4 separate regions of the Sus scrofa genome follow, and regions 2, 3 and 4 are each linked to region 1. The links are chromatin contacts, called in public HiChIP or PLAC-seq maps. All regions are on one chromosome and are shown on one strand. The core of a region is the stretch at or near the end of the contact, and the rest is flanking DNA. Distances in the headings are between cores, read along the strand shown. Region 1 holds the start of TIMMDC1 (complex I assembly factor TIMMDC1, mitochondrial). Region 2 holds the start of B4GALT4 (a long non-coding RNA gene). Region 3 holds the start of ARHGAP31 (rho GTPase-activating protein 31). Region 4 holds the start of COX17 (COX17 cytochrome c oxidase assembly homolog).

Region 1 (2,854 bases), core at 211-2,710:
ATTATCTTTCACATTTCTTTCAGCTCCAACATTCTGTGGTTTTATAAAGCTGATCAAAATAACCCTTTTCTGTTATATACTATATAGGCTCCTTCACAAATATCTCAAATAAATTTTGGAAGGACCAATAAGAAGGGCGGCTTATCTTTAAAACAAAGATGATGAAACCTAAATAAAGTAATTAATACAATTCCACCAGCTCCCCTGCCTGAACTATCTCAGCAACATAATAAAGCTTCGACGTTAATTTAACCAATGTTGATAACACAGTATAGTATATAGTAAAGTACTTCATAAAAGGGCAAACTTTTTACCAGTAATTGATGAACGAAACAATGATGAAATTAATTATCGTGAGTTTTCCATTAAAGTTAATTCAATTTAAAGGGTTATTTCTTTTATTCTGAAACATCCTTATTTGTGAATCCAGCTAATTTCTTTATAAAATGATGAGACAATAGTTGCTACTATTTTTTATATATTCCTTATTTAGCAGAATAAAAATTTTACAACTCTTTCTGCTATCTCTGAACTTCCATTTTTGCGCCGGGGAGGAGGGCTATTGGTCATAAACTATCAAAATTTGGGATCAAGTTATATAAGAAAAGGAATATTGCAGTCCTGCAGATGTGGGTTCTCGCGTCACCAAGTACCTTGGCCCAATTCTTCTAATCTGTAAAATCGAGGTAATTACACTAAGACTCTACTCCCTAAATATCCCTAAAAGCTCTGACATTCAATGAGGCTCACCTTTACCACCTGAAAACCGGCCTGTCAATCATAAGAACCACCTAGCCGCTATGTTAGGATACAAGCTTGGAGTACAAGCACTAGAACCCAAAATTCCGTTTAAAAATAAATCACACCACCCTGGGGTCCTTCATCCCGGATGACCCAGGTTTCAGGTCACCTCCTTCGTAGCCCCTCCCCACAGACCGTAGGCACTTTTACTCTTTGACAAACAGCTCCCGGAGTCGGTCCCATCCGGATTCCGGGTATCGGGCTTCCGGGACGCAGGAAGGCAGCTTAAGGTCCTCCGCAAGACCCTTGGAATCGGTGGCCACAGCTCCAGCAGCAAAGACCCGAGGGAAAGGATTCAGCGCCCTGCAGAGCAAGCTCCGTGGAGCCGGCGGCCGCACCTCCATGGTCTCCTCAGAACCTGCCGGACAGCTTGGGCGCTCAGGGCCCCAAGGTCTCCGGGAGGCGCCGTGGGAGAAGAGCGAAGATAACTGCAAGAATAAGTGACGAATACTGGTACACTACGCTCTAGCAAATTCGCGGCCGTAGCGGTAGCCACACACCGTGACAGACCTGCACTCCCAGACTAACCTCACTTTGGAAGCCCTTGGACACACGAGACAGGAAGTCCCGCCCCAACCAGGGCAAAGGCTACTGGGCTGGGCGAGGGCGGAGCCGGAGCCGGAAGCACTTCCGGTTTGAGGTGGGACGGATCTTAGAGGTGGCAAGCTGACTCGCCGGAAGTGAGCTGGCGGCGTGTAACAGCTCTCTGCACCGTCTGGCCCCCGCCTCCTGCGCCAGTGAAACTGTGTGGGGCAGTTTCCAGGCAACCAGACCGGGTCATTAGCTGAAGTAGGTTAGCGTATTTTATTTTTTATGTAATTTTTATTTTTCCATTATAGTTGATTTACAGTGTTCTGACAATTTCTAGTGTAAAGCATAATTACCCAGTCATACATAGGCTTTTTCTCACATTATCCTCTATGATGTTCCATCACAAGTGACTCGATACAGTTCCCTGTGCTATATAGCAGGATCTCATTGCTTATCTACTCCAAATGCAATAGTTTGAAGTTAGCTTATTTTAAAAAGCAGGAATGTAGATGAAGAAAGTGCAGTGTTCAACACAAATGGGGTACAGAAAGGGGAAGGCAGTTTGCAGAACTACAAGCCCAACCCACCCTGTCATAGCTCGGGAAACCTCTGAGGTTGGGCGAGGTCTATTCTCGATTTCAGAAAGTTAGGAGGCTTTTAAGAGGGGTCTTGTTGCCAGTTACACCCAGATTTCCAGAACATTTTTATGTAGAAGAATCGGTTCAGGGCTTCACAAGATGGGTTTTATTCACCTTGGTTCATATAACTACTCTTTCTTAAAAGGCAGGACACTTTCTCTCAGATGTTTGCTTGGTAGTCCAGCAATAATTTCCTGTCACTACAGCCTCTGCTATCATATGCTTCAAAGTATAATTTTATTAAAATGCACGCTTATGAAGGAATTCCCACTGTGGCACAACAGGATCCGCGGTGTCTTGGCAGCACTTGGGAGCCTGGTTCTATCCCTGCCTGGTTCCTTAGCTATGGTTTAGGTACTCGGATCTGATCCCCAGCCCTGGAACCCCATATGCCACCTCGGCCAAAAACAACAACAAAAACAAGACAGCTCGCATGTTAAGTATTTTTAAACTGATTTGTGTTTCTTTTTTTTTTTTTTTTTTTGCCTTTTTTTAGGGCTGCATCTGCAGCATATGTTAGTTCCCAGACTAGGGGTCAAATCCAAGCTACAGCTGCTGGCTTAAGCCACAGCCACTGCAACGAAGGATCCGAGCCAGGTCTTCGACCTACACTACAAGGCAGGGCAATGCAGGATCACCAACACTGAGCCAGGCCAGGGGTAGAACCACATCCTCATGGATCCTAATTGGGTCCGTTAACCCCTGAGACATGAAGGGAACTCCTGATTTGTGTAATTTCATCTGATCTTTGCTAGGAATCATACACATTGTCTTCGCCAATTCCTACCCATCATTTATTCCTTTCTAGGAATAATTCAAAATAATTACAATCTTTAGTAGGATACAGTAAAGAGAATTCCAGAATTTGATAGCTGGAAGTCTCT
Region 2 (2,854 bases), core at 179-2,678, 210 kb after region 1:
AGACCAGTTGTTTTGTAGAATATCCCTTAATTTGGGCTTGTCTGTTTCCTCATGGTTAAATTCCAATTATGCATTTTGGCAGGAATGCAGTAACAGTGATATCAGTTTGGTGAAATTAACTTTGAGTACTTGGTTAAGGTGGTATCTGCCAGATTTCTCCAATGGATAATATATCCTCTTTGTAACTGGTAAATAACCCCTAGGGAAATCTTTTTTTTTTTTTCCCCCTTAATAATTTTCAAAAAGAGCTCTCCTGTATTCTGCAGCAGACAATTCCAGTGTCTGATGTCTTTGGGAGTATAAATCTCTTGGTCTTAATTCTGCCCACTGTCTTTTCTTTCTTTTTTTTTTTTTTTTGTCTTTTTAGGGCTGCATCTGCTGGCATAAGGAAGTTCAAAGGCTAGGGGTCAAATCAGACTGTAGCAGCTGGCCTATGATCTACACCACAGCTTTGGCAATGCTGGATCCTTAACCCAGTGAGGGAGGCCAGGGACCCAACCTGCATCCTCATGGTTACTAGTCAGATTTGTTTTCACTGAGCCACAAAAAGAAGTCCCTGCCCACTGTCATTATGTGTGGCCCCTGGAGCTTGGTGATTTTTTTTAAAGATTGTGCATTTGTATTTGTTTGGATTCTGTGGGACTAAATGGAAGATGCACCCTATAAAGTATGTTTCCACTGCTCGGACCTCAGGAGACTGGGAAACTCAGTAGTGCTCTTTCACAGTCTTGGCTGGATGCTGAAGGGGCAGGTTTGGCTCTCCTGTTTGGGTGCCAGATCACAGTGCCAGCAGAGATCTTCCGTGTGCCCTCAGCAAACCCCAGGTCTCCTGCTTAGAGCTCAATGACCCCAGGGTTGGTTCCATTTGCAGTGGGGTGCTTCTTGGAAAATCTCCTATTTCTTAGAGAATCTAGTCTGCTCTCCTGCCAGCCTAAGCAGAACTTTCCATGATTTTTCACTCAAATCATCAGTATAAATATGATTCTGTCTTGGCTTTTTGTATTAATATCTGAAGAAATTTGGTTTTCTCACAACTCAATATTCTCAGTAGTTCTGTGAAATGGGGAAGTCAGTTAATTTGGCACATTGTGCAGTTGAGAAAGCTGAAACCTTTCGTCAGGGTGATGTAAGGTAAATTTATTAACTTCTAAAGCCTCAGTTTCCTACTCCGTAAAATGGGAAGGTTCATCTCTCCTTCTCAAAGTTTTGTGAGCATTTACGAGAATGGGATTTGGGAAGCGTGCAGACCCTAGGGCAGTATTGGCATAAGGTTTTATTACGATCACTCAAAAGATAAGCTGGCGTTTTCCCTCCTGGTGCTTCTTCTGTTGGCCGGGGACGGTTACTGGGTCGATCGGACTCGGCTTGCATAGGACCGCGCAGACGGCCCCGGGGCCCGGCCTCAGCTACTTCGGGGGAGGCGGAGCCAGCCCGCAGGAGCCGCCTCCCGGGAGGCGGGGCGGTCCCGGCTGCTGCAGCTTTTGCCTCCTCCCCTGGCTCCGGGTGGTGCTCTTCGCGGCCGCGTCAGGGGTGAGTACGCTGGGCCTCCGCTCCGCCTGCGCCCGGGACAAGCAATTCCGTGGGGAGGGCGGCGGCTGGCGCTCTATGGGCATCACCGGGTGGCGAGCGGGATCGGTCCCAGGGCCTGGGACGGCCCTCCTGCCTTCCTCCGGGCGGTGGGGCCGGGCAGGGGGCCTGCAGAGGCCGAGCCCTGAGGGAGGCACGGGCTCAGGTGCCGGGGCCACCGCGGCGCTCCCTCTGCTGCCGGAGGGATGGTAGGTGAGATGCTGCCAGGTAGGCCCTCAGGGGTCGTTCCCCCCGCCCCGAGAGCCCACCTCAAGGTTCTGGGGTCGCCACTAGCACTTCTCTCCCCTCCGGGCGCATCAGTGTGAAGAAGCTGCTTCCTCCCTGGAGCCCTATTTCACCAAGGTTTCTACTAGGAAACCCATCTGCTGATACCGACGAGGGGCCTGCAGGGGCCGAAGAGCTGGGGAGGTCGACTGGATTTTAAAGTACCTTGGATACCTGCCCTTAGTCTGGCTCTGCGTCCATCTATGTCGGTCGTATCGGTTGCTGTTCGGTCTTCCATTAGATAAGAGCCAACTCTCGGTTTGAGGGGGGAAAAAAAAGAAGTCTATGAGGACTGAGACTGAGAAAAGGCCTTTGGGTTGGTACCCTTGGGAGAGCACTTCTCAACGGGGTGGGCGTGTGCTGGATTGCAAAGTGTTCGAGAGTGGGTGAGGGTTGAGGACCTGGAGGCGGCCAGGGCACAGGGAGACCTTTCCTGTCCTTTGGTGGTGAAAGGGAGGAGGAAGAAAACAGCAATTTGAAGGTTGAGGGACTTTTTGCTTTTTTTATTTTTTAATTTCTAAATTTCTTTTAAGAAAGGCGAATCACATTGAGGATGCAAGAAAGTGAAGGAATCTTGGATAGTGATGAATAACATTCAGGGTCCAGACTGAGAAAGTGGGCTTAAAAAGGGGCTGAGGGCTCTTCTAGGCACCTGGGCTGAGCTGGTGGGCCAGAGGGCTGGAATGCGTTTCTCTGGCCAGAGATAACGCTAAATGCGACCACAGTTTATCGTTTTGGAATTTTATCTTCTAGAGCAGGGTTGGCTTTTCAACCACATGCAATTGCAAAATTTTAATGTGCCTGTTTGTGTTGTAGGGGAGAAAACCTTTTCCTTTTTTCCTCTCCTAGGTCCTTTAGCTGGTCTAATAATGGAATTGATGTGAAACATAAACAGGAGAAAAATTTAATTTCATACCGGTGGGATTCCATAACAGTATGAGGCTCAAAGAAGTAACCAAAGCAGACAGCTTTCATATGGTTCAGACAAAGAAAAAATAAATTT
Region 3 (2,854 bases), core at 155-2,654, 190 kb after region 1:
GGGAGGTACTATATATTTGGCATCAGTTCAGAAATTCAGAAAATGTTTGTGCAACCACTCCCCCAGCCAGGATCCACCGCACCCCCTGCCTTCCAGCACATTAATAAAAAAAGATGTGAGCTGATGAAACTGGAGAAGCCGGGAGGGACACCTAAGGCGGTCATAATTATGTACCCAGAGAAGCCCAGTGAACACCATCCCACAGGTCCAGTCCTCACCCCTCCTCTCCCACATCCAAAGTTGGGGATCGGGATCTCTCCAGCCCCCACCCCAGGCCCCCAGGGGTAGCCGCTTAAACTTGCAGCAGCACCGCCCATTAACGGCTTGTGTGACACAAACGGAAGGACTGACACAACCTCTACACGTCGGGGTGGCAGCGCTATGCACCTCAAGAATTGTGTATATTCTTCAAAAAGAAAAAAAAGTAGAAGGAGCGCACAAGCCTGGAATACATTAACTTGTGAATTGAATGTAACACACCCTCGGAGAGTCCCTCTTTCTCTCAAACAAAAAGAAGGGGGGAGGGGGGTAGGCGAAGGCACTTTACCATCCTGTCCTGAGCTTTCCAGATACTCCGTGAGGTCACAGCCAAAGGCGCTGGCGGCTCCCTTTCGTTTCAGCTTCTGCTTGGCACCCTTGTTCTTCATGAGTTAGTCCCAAAGAGGTTGCCCTCCGTCTCCCCCTCCCCTCTGCTTGGCACCGCGCCGACGGTGGTCTCCGGGGTGGGGGTTAGATCAGTGGCTGCGGCGCGGCGCTGTGGGGCCGCATGGGCGTCGGGAAGAGTTTGGGCCCGGGACAGAGCGCATGGAGCCCGCGGGGCGCTGAGCCCGGCGCGGGCGCGGAGCCTGAAATCCACCGCGCGCTCCTCCAGGGCCGCGGTGCCGCAGGCCGTGCGGAGCTGGCAGCGGCGGGCCGGCTCGCTGGGAGTGTCACTTCCTCACTTGGAGTCCCAGGGACTTTCACAGGTTCCCGCGGTGTCTTCGGTTGTCTTCCTCCTCTTTGGAGGGAGGGCGAGCTCTCCGGTCCGTCTTCTCGAAGCCCGGGAGTGGCCGAGGGCGCGGGGAAGCCGGCGGCGGGCGCGGAGACGGCCCGGGGACTGCGTGGGTCCTCTGCCCGGCGCGCGCTGTCTTGCCTTCAGACGGCTTTGGTAGAACGAAAAACAAGCATCCTGTCTCTCTCGCCCGCCCTCACGCCTTCCTTTTTTTCCTGTCTTACAAATCCTAGGATCATCCAGCTCAGGAAATGCTGGAAGGAAGTTAGCTAGGGAGGGGGGCGGAGGGTGGAAATTTTTGGCAGCTCTGTGCTCATGTGTGTATGGAGCCGGAGGAAGTAGGTGGGTGGGTTGAGGAGTACGGGGTTGGGGAGAGAACGCGCTCTTCGCAGAGCTGCTCGGCGACTCTAGAGATAACTGGCCCGCCCGGGAGGAAATCGCCGCTCTCCTAGGAGCACCCACAGCCCGAGCCACCCGCTTCCTGCCCCATCGACGGCTCTTTGAAGACGGCGGGAGGAGGCGCGCTGGCACTCTGGATGGAGGGGGCTAGGTGGGACTGAAAAAAAAAGTCCTCCCTTGTATTTTATCTTCATTGTCATCATCTCTTTGACAATTTCTATTTCGGTGCCTGTCTGCTCCTACACAAACACTTAAAGAGTAATGACAGAAACAAAGACAGGGATTCCAACGGAGAAACCTAACGGGGAGCAGTTTTCGCCAACCACTCCCATTCTACTGTCCCGCGCCCCAGTACCCCCAACCCAGCTAAGTCCCCTCCAAAGCTGAGGGAGGGATGGAGGCTGCCACTTTTTAACCACTGCCCTGGAAATCAGATTTCTGATTAGAGATTCAAGTTACACACACACACACACACACACACACACACACACACACACACACACACAGAGGCATTACTACAAAGTTTGCTAAATGGAAGTGATGCGGGGGGTGGGAGTGAGGGGACCAGGACTTAAGGTGACTCTGATATTCTAACATAATCTGAAGAAAGCAGTCTCTCAGGTTATTTCATAATTTGTCTCAAGTTTTCAGGAGGGCATGTTTTTTCTCCAGTTAGATTTGAAATTCTTTGACTTCTGTGTACTCAGCACACAGTAAGCACTCAAATTCTGGTGATTTCACCATTTGAGGATTAGATTAAACTTCCTGTATAAATTCAAATCCATATATAGGCTTAAAGGGTAGAGACAGTCATAGAGCTCAGAATGCTGGAAAAAGCTTTAAGTATAGTATTTTAGTTACTGAATCCTGTCACAGTCTCTTATCTCCCTATGTATCACCAAGACAGTGTATGAACTTTGACCCTTGACCTTCTCTCTTTGTGAGTACTCACAATTGATAGCCTGCCTGCTGAATCTGGCTCACAGATGTGTTTGGTTTGTTTGCCATTTTAAATATTAAAAAAAAAATTTTTGCCTTTTTAGGGCCGCACCCATGGCATATGGAGGTTCCCAGGCTATGGGTCTAGGTGTCAAATCAGAGCTGTAGTCTCTGGCCTATGCTACAGCCACAGCAATGCCAGATCCAAGCTGTGTCTGTGACCTACATCACAGCTCACTCATGGCAATGCTGGATCCCCTCCCCACAGAGTGAGGCCAGGGATCAAACTTGTGTCCTCATGTCCTCATGGATCCTAGTCAGATTTGTTTCCACTGAGCCACGATGGGAACTCCTTAAATATTTAAGTATTAAATATTTAAAATTTTAAAATTAACTGCCAACATTAAAGAGTTAACATTTTTAACTTAAAAGATCTGGATTTCTAGCTTCTCTTACAAAAATAGACGATGTGGTGACACCGAAAGTGCATTTCCACGTGTCAAGGGCCTCTGATGCTGAGTTGTA
Region 4 (2,854 bases), core at 124-2,623, 170 kb before region 1:
CAGAAACAAACCTTAGTGTTAGGCTGCATCCCGCAGGTCTGCAAGCCCTGTGCCTACCCAGCTTCATGACTGAAGAGCCCAGAGTCAGTGACAGAGACATGGATGGTTTAATGGCCAGGGGGTTCTTACATGTCTGACAGGACATGGTAAAGTCTCTGCTCCTGGAGGGGAAGGGGAGATTGCCAGTTACAGTGGGAATTGACATCAGGTTGGCACATGAGTTACCAGGGAGACCAGCAGAGAGGCACTGCCCTCACCGCTCTTTAGATAAGAACAATCTCATTGCTGGGGCCTGGGACAAATATGTAGAAAGGTCAATCATGCACTTAGGGGTTGGTGGAGCAGGAAATGGTGGAGCAGGGAATGTACAAAGAGCAAGAAAACAGCCATCTTGAGGGGCAATACCATTGGCTGGTTTAGGTGATAAGCAATGTTTGATTAACCAAAGTGCGTATCCCTAGACAGCTATTTTAACAATGCCTGGAAGTCCTGCTTTAAAAAATAAGTTCATCCTTCCTCAAACAATTCTCTGCAGGAAAAAAACTTAATGGTTATGTCCATTCTATTGCAAATACTGTCTAAGTTTACTTATTTACCTAGATGGATAGGTATTAACTGAATTTGAGGAATGACAATGAAAAGGCATTTTAAAATTTTACTAACCAATATATTTGCCCTATGATTGGCAATTCATATGGAAATCAATTCAGTTGGAGAGGGAGCTATAAACACTAACTAGCTGAGGATTTAAAGCGTGTGGGTGAGGTAAGGTTCCCAGGCTAGGGGTCTAATCGGAGACACAGCTGCTGCCAGCTTATGCCACAGCCACATCAACACCTGATCTGAGCCCTGTCTGTGACCTACACCACAGCTCAGGGCAACGCTGGATCCTTAAACCACTGAACGAGGCCAGGGATAGAACCCGAAACCTCATGGTTCCTAGTCTGATTCGTTTGCGCTGACCACTAGGGAACTCCTTTGCTACTCACTTTTAACTAGAGCGGTGAAGTGGGGTGGTGAAGGCAGTAAGGCAGATAATGGCAAGCATAAGATGCCGGGCGCTAAGTCTGTTACTCAAGAGGAATTGGCTTTCACTAGTGTTTTTTTTTTTTTTCTGTAGCATAGACAGGTCATTTCACCTTCTTGAGTTTCAGTTTTCGACTTCGAGCTGGGTGTATGGTTGAGAGCTCTCCGAGTTGCCTTACGGGTCTCCTCATTTGTGGGTCCTCTCAATGCTGGTCTACAAACATCGCTGCACTTTACCTGGGCTCTCTGCACCTGCGCGGAAAAGGCGCCCTAGCACTAAGGCCATCATTCGGCCTCTTCTGCGCACGCGCGTGCCCTTTAAAACATTTTTCCTCTTTACCTCCTCCCTTCCTCCCAGTTCGTCAGAGTGAGAGGCAGGACTTCCTGTTCTGTTTTGGAGCGACTGCCGGAAATAACTGCGGGCGAATCGGCGTGTCCGGAGGCCGGTAGAGTTTGGGGTGGCAGAGCTAATTGCAGCTTTCGGCGCGAAAAATGCCGGGTCTGGCGGCCGCAATCCCTGCCCCGCCTGAATCGCAGGAGAAGAAGCCGCTGAAGCCCTGCTGCGCCTGCCCGGAGACCAAGAAAGCGCGCGATGCGTGGTCAGTGCGCAGCCGGGGAGGGGGCGGCGGGGCAGGCTCCGTGCACTGCCTTCGGGTGCCGCTGCCCGGACTAGGGCTGGTCGTGGCCCTCACTTTGCCGCGGGGCTCTCTTGAGGGTTATAGACCTGGGTAGGCTTCGCAGTCAGCTGTCTGTAGACTGAGCTCGTAGCTTACCCTGGGGAAAAGGTTGAAGGGATCAGAGAGAGGTCAGATTGACCCGCCGCGCTCAATCCAGGCATTCCTTCCTACAAAAGGTTTTTCATCAGCTGTTATGGGTCAAACATTGCTTTAGGACCGAAGGCTTGTAAACGGATGGATGCTACTTGATTTAAAGAAACACAGGAGTTCCCGTGGTGGCTCACCGGATTAAGAACCCGACCAGCAGCCATAAGGATGCAGTTTCGATCCCTGGTCTGTTCAGTGGGTAAAGGAGCCGGCCCTGCAAACTGCAGGGTAGGTCGGTCGCAGATGCCAATGGGATCTGTGTGGCTGTGGCTGCGGTGTAGGCCGGCATATGCAGCTCTGATTCAGCCCCTAGCCTGGGAACTTCCATATGTCCCAGGTGCGGCCCTTAAAAAAAAGTAAAGGGAAACAGTTAATGGAAACGTTTTTCAATGATTGCTCTACTATGGTTTATGGGCCATGATAGAAGACTTGGCAAAATCAGAGTTCCCTTGTGGTGAGAGGGGTTAAGGATCCCACGTGGTCTCAGCAGCGACTGCCGTGGGGCGGGTTCGATCTCTTTTCGGGAAGTTGCACATAGTTCCCCCGCGGCCAAGAAAAAAAGATTTATCAAGATCAAAGAGTAAAAGTTTTCCGGTTTTCTGGTAATTTCTCCCCGAATTTAGTCATAGTAGGGTACAAGGTACATTTCTTAACGGTACAGAAAATCCCCTAAACTCTTCCCCCCACCGTTTTAGGTAGATAATTTAAAAATCAACTAGGCTATAACATATGTGACACTGTAGTGTTCAGAATTGTTTATCTAAATTACCATCAACCTGCAAAAGGTTTTCATTTCTTCTTACTGTATACAGCCTCTGTTGTGGAACAAATCTCAGAAGGAATCTTCAGATAATGTGAATGTACACCTCTCCCTCCAGTCCCTTTTTGTCCTCACATAAAAAGTAAAGAAATCATAAGTGACATAGTGGGAAAATATGAGTGGTAGGAGCCAAGTGCTTTTTGTTAATATCCACTACTGTGCACATAATACTGTTAAGGGAGAT

The links. HiChIP or PLAC-seq counts read pairs in DNA pulled down with a chosen protein or histone mark.
Region 2: a contact with region 1 is called in an H3K27ac HiChIP or PLAC-seq map of alveolar macrophages. The contact joins the promoter of B4GALT4 here to the promoter of TIMMDC1 in region 1. A contact is called at or near these places in 3 of 5 promoter capture datasets (fetal liver, fetal skeletal muscle and liver), 26 of 47 Hi-C or Micro-C datasets (adipose tissue, alveolar macrophages, blood and 13 more) and 2 of 2 datasets of contacts at active chromatin or transcription factors (alveolar macrophages and skeletal muscle).
Region 3: a contact with region 1 is called in an H3K27ac HiChIP or PLAC-seq map of alveolar macrophages. The contact joins the promoter of ARHGAP31 here to the promoter of TIMMDC1 in region 1. A contact is called at or near these places in 1 of 5 promoter capture datasets (fetal skeletal muscle), 16 of 47 Hi-C or Micro-C datasets (alveolar macrophages, blood, embryonic fibroblasts and 10 more) and 2 of 2 datasets of contacts at active chromatin or transcription factors (alveolar macrophages and skeletal muscle).
Region 4: an H3K27ac HiChIP or PLAC-seq map of alveolar macrophages shows a contact between it and region 1. The contact joins the promoter of COX17 here to the promoter of TIMMDC1 in region 1. A contact is called at or near these places in 11 of 47 Hi-C or Micro-C datasets (adipocytes, blood, embryonic fibroblasts and 6 more) and 2 of 2 datasets of contacts at active chromatin or transcription factors (alveolar macrophages and skeletal muscle).

Annotation. Positions count from the first base shown.
Region 1 is chr13:140,757,238-140,760,091 of Sscrofa11.1, forward strand. It overlaps TIMMDC1 (complex I assembly factor TIMMDC1, mitochondrial), which reads right to left and starts at 1,461. Exons shown (of 8, transcript XM_021070323.1): 1 at 1,330-1,461; 2 at 952-1,229. The coding sequence starts at 1,145.
Region 2 is chr13:140,968,133-140,970,986 of Sscrofa11.1, forward strand. It overlaps B4GALT4 (a long non-coding RNA gene), which reads left to right and starts at 1,429. Exons shown (of 7, transcript XR_001300547.2): 1 at 1,429-1,530.
Region 3 is chr13:140,947,100-140,949,953 of Sscrofa11.1, forward strand. ARHGAP31 (rho GTPase-activating protein 31) reads right to left here and starts at 1,405. Exons shown (of 12, transcript XM_021070330.1): 1 at 548-1,405. The coding sequence starts at 647.
Region 4 is chr13:140,582,913-140,585,766 of Sscrofa11.1, forward strand. It overlaps COX17 (COX17 cytochrome c oxidase assembly homolog), which reads left to right and starts at 1,374. Exons shown (of 3, transcript NM_001348525.1): 1 at 1,374-1,625. The coding sequence starts at 1,519.